Regions from separate parts of the Sus scrofa genome. Here all the other regions are linked to region 2. The links are chromatin contacts, called in public Hi-C maps. All regions are on one chromosome and are shown on one strand. Each heading gives the region's core, a stretch centred on a gene start, on an enhancer-like site or on the middle of the called end of the contact. The rest is flanking DNA. Distances are from core to core; before and after follow the strand shown. Region 1 has its middle 75 kb from the start of MDH1. Region 2 has its middle 67 kb from the start of UGP2. Region 3 holds the start of UGP2 (UDP-glucose pyrophosphorylase 2).

Region 1 (3,394 bases), core at 483-2,982, 91 kb after region 2:
ATCATTAAAAATGATGCTAGGAATTCCAGTTGTGGCCCAATGAGATAGGCAGAAATAGAATTGCAGACATTAAGAACAGATTTATGGGCGTTCCTGTCGTGACTTAGTGGTAACAAACCCAACCAGTATCCATGGGAACGCAGGTTCAATCCCTGGCCTTGCTCAGTGGGTTAAGGATCTGGTGTTGCTGTGAACTCTGGTGTAAGTTGCAAATGCAGCTCAGATCCAACCTTCCTGTGGCTGCGGCATAGTCCTGCAGCTATGGCTCTGATTCAGCCCCTCGACTGGGAACATCCATATGCTGCAGATGCAGCCCTAAAAAAAAAAAAAAAAAAAGAAAGAAAGAAAAAGAACAGACTTGTTTTGGCCAAGGAGGAGAAGTTGGGGGAGAGATGAAGGGGTATTGGCATTAATAGACATAAGTTAATACACATAGAATATGGATAAACAACAAGGTCCTACAGTATATCACAGGGAACTATATTCAATATCCTATCATAAACCATAACGGAAAAGATTTTTAAAATGTATCTATCTGTCTGTCTGTCTGTCTATACACACATACATTTGCCTGGAGAATTGCCTTAATATATGGAGGCAAGAAAGCTTTTCCCTAAACTTAGCTGTTTTCTATCAACTGGTGTCAATTTAACCGGGTTTCAGGGGTCTGTATTTCTGCCAAGTAGGTGGATACCTTCTTAGAATATAGGGATGAGGCCATCCAACCCCAAGAAGAAATAGTGATAAAATCGGCAAAACTAAACTGTTAGATTTCAGGGTAGTAGTTAGTCTTAGTAGAGGGAAAAGATTACAAGGGAGGCTTCTAGGGGTCTGGTAACATTCTGAGTTTTGACCTGGGTGTTTTGACCTATGTGGGTATGTTCATTTTGTGAAAGTTGAATGAAATGTACCCTTGTAACTGTACTTTTGCGTGTGTGTTGTATTTTTGGAGTTCCTTGGTGGCTCAGCAGGTTAAGGATCCAACGTTATCACTGCTGTGGCAGTTCAATCCCTGGCCGGGAACTTTTGCATGCCATGAGTGCAGCCCCCCCCCCCCCAAAGGACATTTTTAAGTGGGATATACTGATTAAACTGGATTAAACACAAAAAGATCCACCTCTATGAGGGCTAGTGGCTCTTTCCTAGGCTACCAGATTTAACAAATAAAAATATACGATTCTCAGTTAATTCTAAATTTCAGATAAAGAACAAATAATTTGTTTAGTAGAAGTATGTCCCAAGCAATATTTGGGACATGTTTATACTAAAAAAGGTATTCATTGCTTATCTGAAACTCAAGTGTAACTGGTCATCTTGTATTTTATCTTCAACCCTCATCTTTGATCTAATGAGAAAGTGAAAAAGGATATATAATGAATCATATGTATTTAGGATATACATAGTCTTAGAAGGAAATATTAACAAATGAGAGAATAAGTGCTCTAGTATTTTACTTTCTCCATTCCTCCTTCATTCATTCCTCTATTCTATTGTTTTAGATTTCTCATTTCCACATTCACATCAATGAAAAGAGGAAAAGTAAGAGAAGCAAAGGAAGTAAGATAGTGCCCAAATCATTTATGCTTTCATTTGTTGTTTGAATCTGCAACTCTGTTGGTTGGTGTTCCTGAAAATGTCACTCCTGTGTTCTCATTTCTTATTTTTTACTGAACTGTTTCCTCTCTATGTTACTCTTTTTCAGAACTTTGTGACCTTTGCCCAGATGGAAGTTGAACCCTCCTAAGTATAATCAGTGTTTTCCTGCCTTTTCTTATCTAGGTTTCATAGGCTAAACTTAAAAAATCAATTTGTTATTGATCTCAGAAAGGTCACTTTTCCTTTTTCTCTCTCTAACAATGATAACTGATATGTACCTGGTACATTTTAACTATGCTTATTACGTAGTTGGTAGATATGCAAGAAGTTTTCAGAATTCCATTGCACTTTCCACTCCTAAAGGTGAAGAGATTCTCGTACAGATTATTTACGACAACTAGACTTTGTCAGCAGATGGAATCAAATCCAAAAGTTTTTGTGCTTTGACACATTTTCAGTTCATATAGATGACTGGTCATAAAATGAAATTATTTCCGGCTTTCCTGAAGACTTCCAGGTTGTGATTTTGTACCAAGAGAATTACTCACTTTATTTAGAGTAAAATTCTCAAGTCAACAGTGATTTTGATATCCTTTCATTTAAACAATAAGTACATCTCCTAAAATGCTTGAGGGGAAGATGAAAGGGAGGAAAAAAAGGAAGTTGCATCCACATCAAATAAAGATCATAAGGTATCTCAACAACCCATATTTGGAACCTTTGCGCTAAAGACGAGCCACCAAATCTCTTCCAAAGTTAGTGAGTTCTCTGCAACGTGGTTAGCAAAAGTATATTTCTGATTGAGTCACTTCACTAATCATTGATCTAGTCATTTTAAGCAATTCTGGACAACACTTTTCACTGCTTATTTTTCACATGATTGAACTGACTGGTTATCTTGTCTTGGAAAATCAAAACTTCAAAAATCATATATATATATATGTGTGTGTATATATATGTGTGTGTGTGTATCCATTACTCCTGTGTTCATGAGTTTTACTGTGACCAATTTCTTTTGCAGAGGGAGAGAGAGAGACAGAGAAGGAGTGGAGTGGGAGCAGAATGATAAAGGCTCAGTATGTGCAGAAAATTTTAAAATACACAAAGACAAATTAGTATAAAAGCATCATAAATAAGGCAAAAAGGTATTAATTTTTATGAAGCAGTATCAGCATAAATACATAAATTGTGTCTAGTTTTTTCAGGACACTTCATAAGCATTGCTGCAAGATTTATTAATCAATAAATGATGTATACAATTGCAGCATCTTTAACATTTGGAATAATTTTTTCAACTCTAAGCGTTCTACTGCAAATGCAGTTGTAACCTTTAGGAGCTAAGAAAGCTCCAGTAACGTGCTGGGTTGTTACCAATTACTGACCAACTACTTACCCTTGGAGTCCTTGACATTCCTGTAACAAAAGTCTCCAAAGTTCGTCCCCACCTACTTTTCCAACTTTGTCTTCCACAACCCCCATTTGCCTTGGGTTATTTCTGATCAGGTCTCTTTATTGGCTCTGTACCCTGGAGCTGCCAGAATACCACCTCCTCCCTGCCCACTCAAATCTTCCCACCAATGACATGCCCAGCCCCAAACCCACCACCTTCATTAATTGATATCTGCCTATTCTGGTTCAAAGCCATCCTTTCTATTGCCTGCCTATATTACTAATTTACTGTAATTGGTAATTTGGTACACTAATATTTTTATTAAGCATTTTTAGTATACTAGCATGTACCATCTTCAGCAGTTTTTTTCCTTTTTCTTTTAGCATTTGTTTGTTTTTTTATTAAATA
Region 2 (3,452 bases), core at 694-3,193:
TTATTAAAATGGGAGCAAGTGTGTAGTGTATTTATAATTATACAAGTGACATTATCAAGTTCATTTGTACAGAAGAGAACTTTTGTTTTGTTTGGCATTGATTAGAATTAAGTTTTCCGCTTGTAATTATATACCTCTAATGACTAGAAGACTACTCATTTCCCCAGTCTGGCTTCTGTTTTCCATTCTAGGTACATTTCAAATCTAGTTTCTCCTCCATTACCTGTATTCCTCTGTGCTGGCCACTTTAGGACCTGCTCACATCATGGTACAACTTCTGGCCCCTTCACCTTAGGGTCACAAGACATTTGATGTCATCGATGAGTTAGGGGTATTCCTCAGAGCCATTCCTACATTGAGATTGCTGGCAAAAACTTAACTATATTCAGAAGTTCCTGTAAAACACATAAACATTCCCGTTAAACCCAAACTAGATGTATCTCCAACTCACCTTTCCCTTAGTAGAATCTACTTGCAGCTACTCTAGCACTATACCCCAAGGGAAAGTATGAGATGCTCTAGTGGAGGTACTTTTACTTTGGTTTTGATTGCAGATAGAATACATTACTTTTGCAAAGTTTGCAAAAGTATTTGACCATGTGAGCACATTGCTGGAGCCCTCCTAGACCTGTACGAGTGAAGTGTCCCAGTACTTAACCTTCATTAACATAATAGAAAATTTACTGCTGTCAGTAGAGAAAAACTGTAAAAAATACTTGTCCCATTTTTTTCCCCTGGGAGTAGGGAGGTGCATGAAATGATAGAGACAAGGATATAGGCCTCCATATTCTGTGATTTGTTCTTGCATCAACCCTAATATATGGGATACAGTGTCCCAGTGCCAACTGCTGGGTTCTTATATCATACCCAGATTGACCCATCTTTCCTATCACATCCCTCCTCTCTCCCACCTCTGCCCCATGCTCTTTGTTTTTCTTTTGTTAGTTTGTTTGTCTTTGTCTTTATTTGTCTGTGTGTGGTTGTGGTCTTGTATGATGATATTTATTTAGGGTCTGAGTGGCAGAATTACAGGCATACTTACAGACAGATGTATGTGATACCAAAGTCTGGCAATGTCAAGAGCAGATGGCAATATAGTTGGTTAAGCAAAGAAAGAAGTGAGATTTAAAAATGTGAGAGTAGCCAAAGCAAGTAAAACTTGTATGCACCTGTTTATAATTTTTGAAAATCTTTTGCAGGGTTGGTATACTAAAAAGTAATAACAAAAAGAAAGCAGGAGGAGTTCCTGTTGTGGCTCAGAGGGTTAAGAACCTGACTAGTATTCATGAGAATTCAGGTCTGATCCCTGGCCTCGCTCAGTGGGTTAAGGATCTGGCATTGCCACGAGCTGTGGCATAGGTAACAGATGTGGCTCAGTTTTGGTGTTGCTGTGGCTGTGCTGTGGGCTGGCAGATGCAGCTCCAATTTGACCCTAGCCTTGAACTTCCATATTCCACAGGTGCAGCCCTAAAAGAAAAAAAATAAATAAAAAGAAAGAGTATTTTTTTTTCCTTTCCTTCCTTCCTTCCTTTCTTTTTCAGTTGCACAACTAAACAACTGAACTGTGGTAGTTTATTTCTCTTGGTAAAAATAGAAATTTCTTTCAGATAATATTCATGCTGATTATAAATGACACAAGTGAATAAAATAGGGATGCTCTCTGTATTTAGCATTAGGAAGAAAGGAAGTCCTTCAGAGAGTTCTGGGAGAAACGCTGAAGATATACTCCAAGTTGTGGCTGCAAGCAGTTTTCACAGGCCTCCCACCACTGCTAAGTCTGTTAAGTTACAGAACCATATGTTTCTCTCAAGTATAGAAATATGAAGTTGGAAAGTTTACCAAGAAAAATTCTCCTGTCTCCCATGATATGTTTTGATCAGACTCCTTCTTGGAAAGTGCATTGACTAATGTCCTGCGAGTCATACCCGTCAATGACGTATTGCTCATTTTTGTTGTTTGTAATACTTGGCTGTACTGGAACATCATGGTCTGGAAAATACTACTTGTTTGTACATGTGCCTGGAAGAGCTGTGTAATTATTCTGGTTATAAAGTGTTGCAACATACGTCTGCAGACATGCTAGATGTCATGAATTCTATCTCAGGTTAAAAGAGAAAGAGCTAATGATATTGGCCCCCAAGTTTACTAATCAAATTGACTTAATATTTTGGTTCCATAGTCTAGTAATTACTTATATTTACTATCATTTTAACTAAAAGAAGTTGGATTGTGATTACTCCTCATGTTTACCTCCAGTTTTAGGAAATGTGCTCTGATGTATGCTTGTTATAAATAAATCTTTTAAAGAAGTCTGTTCTGGAAAAGCCAATGAAAATAAGTCATACACTTGATTCTTCACAGTTTCAGTGCCCTTAATTTGTAGATTTTTAAAGTAAGTAAAAATTACTTTGATCTAAGATAAAAACAAATCATCTCCAATCAACACATTTTTCATCTTTTTTGTCCAGTTACTTTACCACTAGGAATTGGTAGAAGAACTTCTCAGTCTGTTTTTCTTCTCTGCTTGCTTAAACACACTTTGTTTGTGGTATGAGAATCCAGGTGACCCTAGGCAAAATTACGAAGTAGCTAACATTTGTCTTGGATGCTGGCCTTTTCTTTCCTGAAGTCACCCTTACCCTTAGGGCCTCAATGCAAGCACTCTATTCTGAATTTTTCCTTTCAATTTCTAGTATCTCATACTGTAAGATCAGAGGTATCATATTTTCTTTGTCTGTTTAAATTTACCTGTTCTGTATTTATTTTCCTTAGGATCTGAGGATACACTAGTTCATGTAATTTTTTAAAAAGTCACAGCAGATGTACTCATAAGAAAGAGATAGAGTAATCATGGATCAAGGAATATCAGAATCTACTAGAAATGAAGCCCGTTTTTCATTTATATTGCCTTGATCACTCACTCATTTGACGTATCTATTGAGCACCTATACATTCCAGAAATTGTTCTAGGCACCTGAAATACATGGAGTACCAAAAGATAAAATTTCTTGTGCTTGTGGTGCTCACATTTGTACAGTATGAATCATGCTTTCTTATATTGTAATAACATCAGTGCATGCAATTTTGATTTTTTTCATACTATTTCCTCTGATCATACTTTATGTCTTGTCTGTATTACTTGATGAGACACAATTTAGTGTCTTAGATGTGGTCATTGAAGTGGCCAGTCAGTGATAGACTTGTTTCTCATTAAATTTGGAAACAAAGTGAGGGTCTGACAGGTTAAAGTTTACCATTTTCATATAGAAAAGAGGATGCAGATCAGGATCTAATGAGTCTGTACTCAACACAATTTGAAACCAGCAGTATCATGAGCAAATCCTAGCCATTAAAATTTCTTCAGGACTCCTAAAGCTTTGGATTAAAATGCCTATTTAGATGCCCTCTTTAAAACTGTATAAAGCCATCTTCCTAAAGACATAATGAAACTG
Region 3 (3,783 bases), core at 1,174-3,673, 67 kb before region 2:
AGCAAAGAACAATTTGATCTGCTACCCAAAAATTAAAAAACAAAAATCCCAACCCTTAAACTTAAAAAGTGATCTGTGGAGATAGTATAGTCATTAGCCAATAAGGTTTATCACTTCTAATATAGCAGACATGTTAATGAAACAAACACATGGAGACTTTATACCTGAAGTACAAATTTAAACAACAATACACGGGAGCACAATTGTGTTGAATTTTTCCTCTGAGGGGAGAGGTGTCATCTTTTAGTGCAAAACTGCCAATTTAAAAGGAAAACTACCAGAGTTCCCCTTGTAGCACAGTGGTTAATGAATCCAACTAGGAACCATGAGGTTGTGGGTTCGATCCCTGGCCTTGCTCAGTGGGTTAAGGATCCAGCGTTGCCGTGAGCTGTGGTGCAGGTCACAGACCCGCGGCTCAGATCCCACATTGCTGTGGCCCTGGCGTAGGCCGGTGGCTACAGTTCTGATTAGACCCCTAGCCTGGGAACCTCCATAAGCCGTGGGAAGCGGTCCTAGAAAAGGTAAAAAAATGAAAATAAATAAATAATTAAAAATAAAAGGAAAACTACCATTAGAGCAAAATTGGATGGCAGCCAAATGCAATGCTAGATTGAATCAAGGAAAAGCAGTCTGAGTAAGTCAGTAGTTTAGTTAATAGTAAAGTACTTATGATAATTTCTTAGTTTTGACATACGTGCAACTTTTCTATAAATCTAAAATTATTCCAACGTAAAAATTTTATTTTTTTAAAAAGTGGCTGACAAGGGAAAGGAGTAACAATACACACAGGTATTCCCACTTGATTTAGAAATCTCCTGAAAACAGTTAGTCATTAACAGCAAAGGATGTGACAATTAGTCAATTCTCTGTAAGTTCTGTAAAGTGTAAACAAGGAACACCTGGAGTTCAACTAATACTATTAACTTTTAAAGAGAAGTGACATGTCCACTTTTCTCTAGTATATTCCTACAATATTGGCTTTCTGGTAATTAAATATTGTTGCTGTTGCTACAAAACCAGCAAACTTCTGACAATTACCTCCGCTTTCTATTCTTGCCTAAGATGTTTATTCAATATGAACATAAAAAGCATCTCTCACCACTTACAAGGCATAATATGAATTTAAAAGTCTAATGACAACTGACATTTCTGAGCTTAGTGCTAAAAGCAGACATGAGTGTCTCAAATGCTTTCATAATAATGCAGGCAAGTCAAATTCTCTTTATTATATACAAAACTGAAAAAAGAGTTAATAAAGTACTTTAAAACCTACTAGGGTATTTTCATGCCCAGGGTCAAATGATAACCATTACTGGCACAATTTTTTAAGGTACATCTACATTTACTGACAGTCTCAAAAAGTGGTTGTGAACTTTACTAGCTGTGTGTTCAGCAAGATGGCTGAAGCTTTCACACTCTGGGGTCGGAAAGAGAAGGGTTTACTTGCATACCACAAGGCAAGTCCTATGCTACAAATTAGTGACAGAGGTTTAAGGTAGCACCAACTTCAATGTGTTCACATTCACAGACGTATACACAATGTTAAAGCTCAACTCAGTTGAGTGGCATTCCCTAACCCTTTTTTAAAAACACACAGAATTTAGAGGGCAATTTTCAAATTTCAAAGAAACCTTAATAATCCTCCAGATTTCAAAGAAGGAAAAAATAAATAAACACAGCAATGCAGCAAAGTCATTTCTCCTACTGAAATGACCTCCAGCTTCTAGGAGCTACTCCCGGTTTCGCAATAAATGAATCTGAGACTCAAACCACGTACACACCAATGGAGAAGCTGAGAACACTAAAGCTTCCCCAACAGTCCTGGCAAAAACCCACTTGCCTCTCCCCAGCCCTCCAGTTCTTCTTCCCATCTGCACCCACAGAGTTACCTTGACTTCGACCAAGAAAAGAGAACAGGGATTAATCAGCAGCCAAAATCCTGTTTTCTCATTTTCAGCCACTATCCTGGGGAGCCAGAGTGCTACTAACCTGATTCCAGGGAGGCAGAACTAAACGCAGCAGAGTACCAGGGTATAAATTATACGTATCTGAAACACCAACCCAGCCAGCACTCAAGACAGCTCAAATGTCAGTTTAACGAAAAGGGTTTTGCAAACAGTATCTCAAATGAACATTTCCACTTTGAAACCACCCACCAACCTCTCGACTGTCAGTACCCAAATTCAGTACTACTAAAGTAACCCGGGAGATAAGAAGCGTGTCTTACCTTGTACAAATCTCGACATTTTAGGGATTTATTAAAATACTCTGGCTTTTGTATATATATTTAAATTTCTAGAGGAGTCACGCTATAGAGCGGGTCTCTCTTCCACCTCTGCTTTAACAACCGACCGACGAGTTCTTTCTCCTCTTCCAATGCTTAGCCACTTATGGGAGTATTTCTTAAAAGCGACTAAAACTACCTCAAAAAAAAAAAAAAAAAAAAAAACCACCCAGGAGAACCTTCCCCACTTCCAAAAGACAGAAACTTGGTGCGACTGAGTCTGCTTGGAACTCCAGCCCACACTGCACCCCAACACAAATGAGGGCCAGATGGAGACTCCCGGAAAAGGTAAAATCACAAGAACTTAAATTTCATCAATGAAAGAGGCGGATCTAGAGCAGCTACTTCACCGCCCCCGGGTCCCCACGCCCTCCGGGGCCGGACAGCAGCAGGCAAAGGCGGGCCGCGCCCCCGGTTCCCCCTCCCCTCGCTGCCGTACAGGCTCCGGCCCATTCCCCGGAAAACTCCGGCCAACTGCAGTCCCCGCCCAAACAGGGGTCGGGAGGAGGGAGAGGGGGCAAAGAGGCGCAAAGAGGGTCCATGGAACCATTTCTACCAGCCCATAAATATCCCGGGACTAGGAGGTGCTAAAAATTCCGTGCGCGGGCGTGCAAGGGCCTCCCGGCGCCCCCCTCCCGGCTGCGAGTGGCGGCAACACTGCGGCGGCTTTTTCCCGGGAGGGGCCGAAGGCTCCAGGGCCCCTCCCCCTCAGAGGACACTAGGGGGCCACCCGGGAGGGGAGAACCCGTGCGCCGCCCCGAGTCCGAGGTACAGGAGCCCGGGAGGGCCCGCCCGGACTACTGCACATTCTAGTCCCTCCTGGCCGAACCCAAATTCGGCCTCTGGGGCCAAACTGTGGGTCAGGCAGAGGGGCTCTAAACGCCTTAGAGAGGAGGAACGCACCCGCCCAAGGGGTGGTGGGAAGTCCGCCCCGGCCCCTCCCCAAACCGCCTCGGAGACCCACCTTCCACCTCCTCCTTTAGCAGCTGAGAACTTGGGGGCGTTTATGGCGCCCCCGGAAGAAGGTTCGCAGACTGAGAGACTATCACCTCTGCGGCACCCTTCTCTCTCCCCTTCTCCTTTCACACATGCACACCTCCAGCCTCTCGCCAGTGGTCGCAGCCCAGCTACTGAACCCCCTCTGTCCACCTGGCTGCGGTCTCGCAACACCCAAAGCCCCCCCTTTCTCCTAAACACTTCCCCTCCCCCTCCATTCGGAGCAGCCCCCCTCAATGCGGAAATGTCCCCGCCGCGCAGACAGATAGGAGCAGCCACCAGTCAGGAGCCGAGGCGGATTCAGGCCCTGGCCAATGAAATGTACGGAGGTGGCAGGGGGCGGGACGTCTGCGGCCTGAGGGAACCCAGCTGAAGTGGGCGATGATCCCGGCGACGGATCCCGTGTGTGAGAGCCCCACCTCCCACGACTGGGAAAGGGGTGTTCCACCACTAAAACTCCAGCTTTCCATGGATACTTCAGCAAGGGAGAGAACCTGAAGCAC

The links. Hi-C and Micro-C count contacts between places; a contact is called where the count stands out from the background.
Region 1: a Hi-C map of liver shows a contact between it and region 2, with 11 times the contacts expected there. The contact joins two enhancer-like sites. A contact is called at or near these places in 1 of 5 promoter capture datasets (liver), 6 of 47 Hi-C or Micro-C datasets (liver, psoas muscle and skeletal muscle) and 1 of 2 datasets of contacts at active chromatin or transcription factors (skeletal muscle).
Region 3: a Hi-C map of liver shows a contact between it and region 2, with 3 times the contacts expected there. The contact joins the promoter of UGP2 here to the enhancer-like site in region 2. A contact is called at or near these places in 1 of 5 promoter capture datasets (liver), 6 of 47 Hi-C or Micro-C datasets (fibroblasts, heart right ventricle, liver and 1 more) and 2 of 2 datasets of contacts at active chromatin or transcription factors (alveolar macrophages and skeletal muscle).

The regions. Positions count from the first base shown.
Region 1 is chr3:78,186,774-78,190,167 of Sscrofa11.1, forward strand. No RefSeq gene overlaps it. Among named protein-coding and RNA genes, the nearest start is that of MDH1, 75 kb to the right of the region's middle. Within about 2 kb of position 1,733, at least 5 of the 83 cell types and tissues checked have an H3K27ac peak or open chromatin away from gene starts, as enhancers often do. A contact at or near this core is called in liver, where this site is marked.
Region 2 is chr3:78,095,653-78,099,104 of Sscrofa11.1, forward strand. No RefSeq gene overlaps it. Among named protein-coding and RNA genes, the nearest start is that of UGP2, 67 kb to the left of the region's middle. Within about 2 kb of position 1,944, at least 10 of the 83 cell types and tissues checked have an H3K27ac peak or open chromatin away from gene starts, as enhancers often do. A contact at or near this core is called in alveolar macrophages, liver and retroperitoneal adipose tissue, where this site is marked.
Region 3 is chr3:78,028,210-78,031,992 of Sscrofa11.1, forward strand. UGP2 (UDP-glucose pyrophosphorylase 2) reads right to left here and starts at 2,424. Exons shown (of 10, transcript NM_213980.1): 1 at 2,228-2,424. The coding sequence starts at 2,246. LOC106507380 (proline-rich protein HaeIII subfamily 1-like) reads left to right here and starts at 2,554. Exons shown (of 2, transcript XM_013987892.1): 1 at 2,554-2,572; 2 at 2,626-3,653. The coding sequence starts at 2,554. The coding sequence ends at 3,653.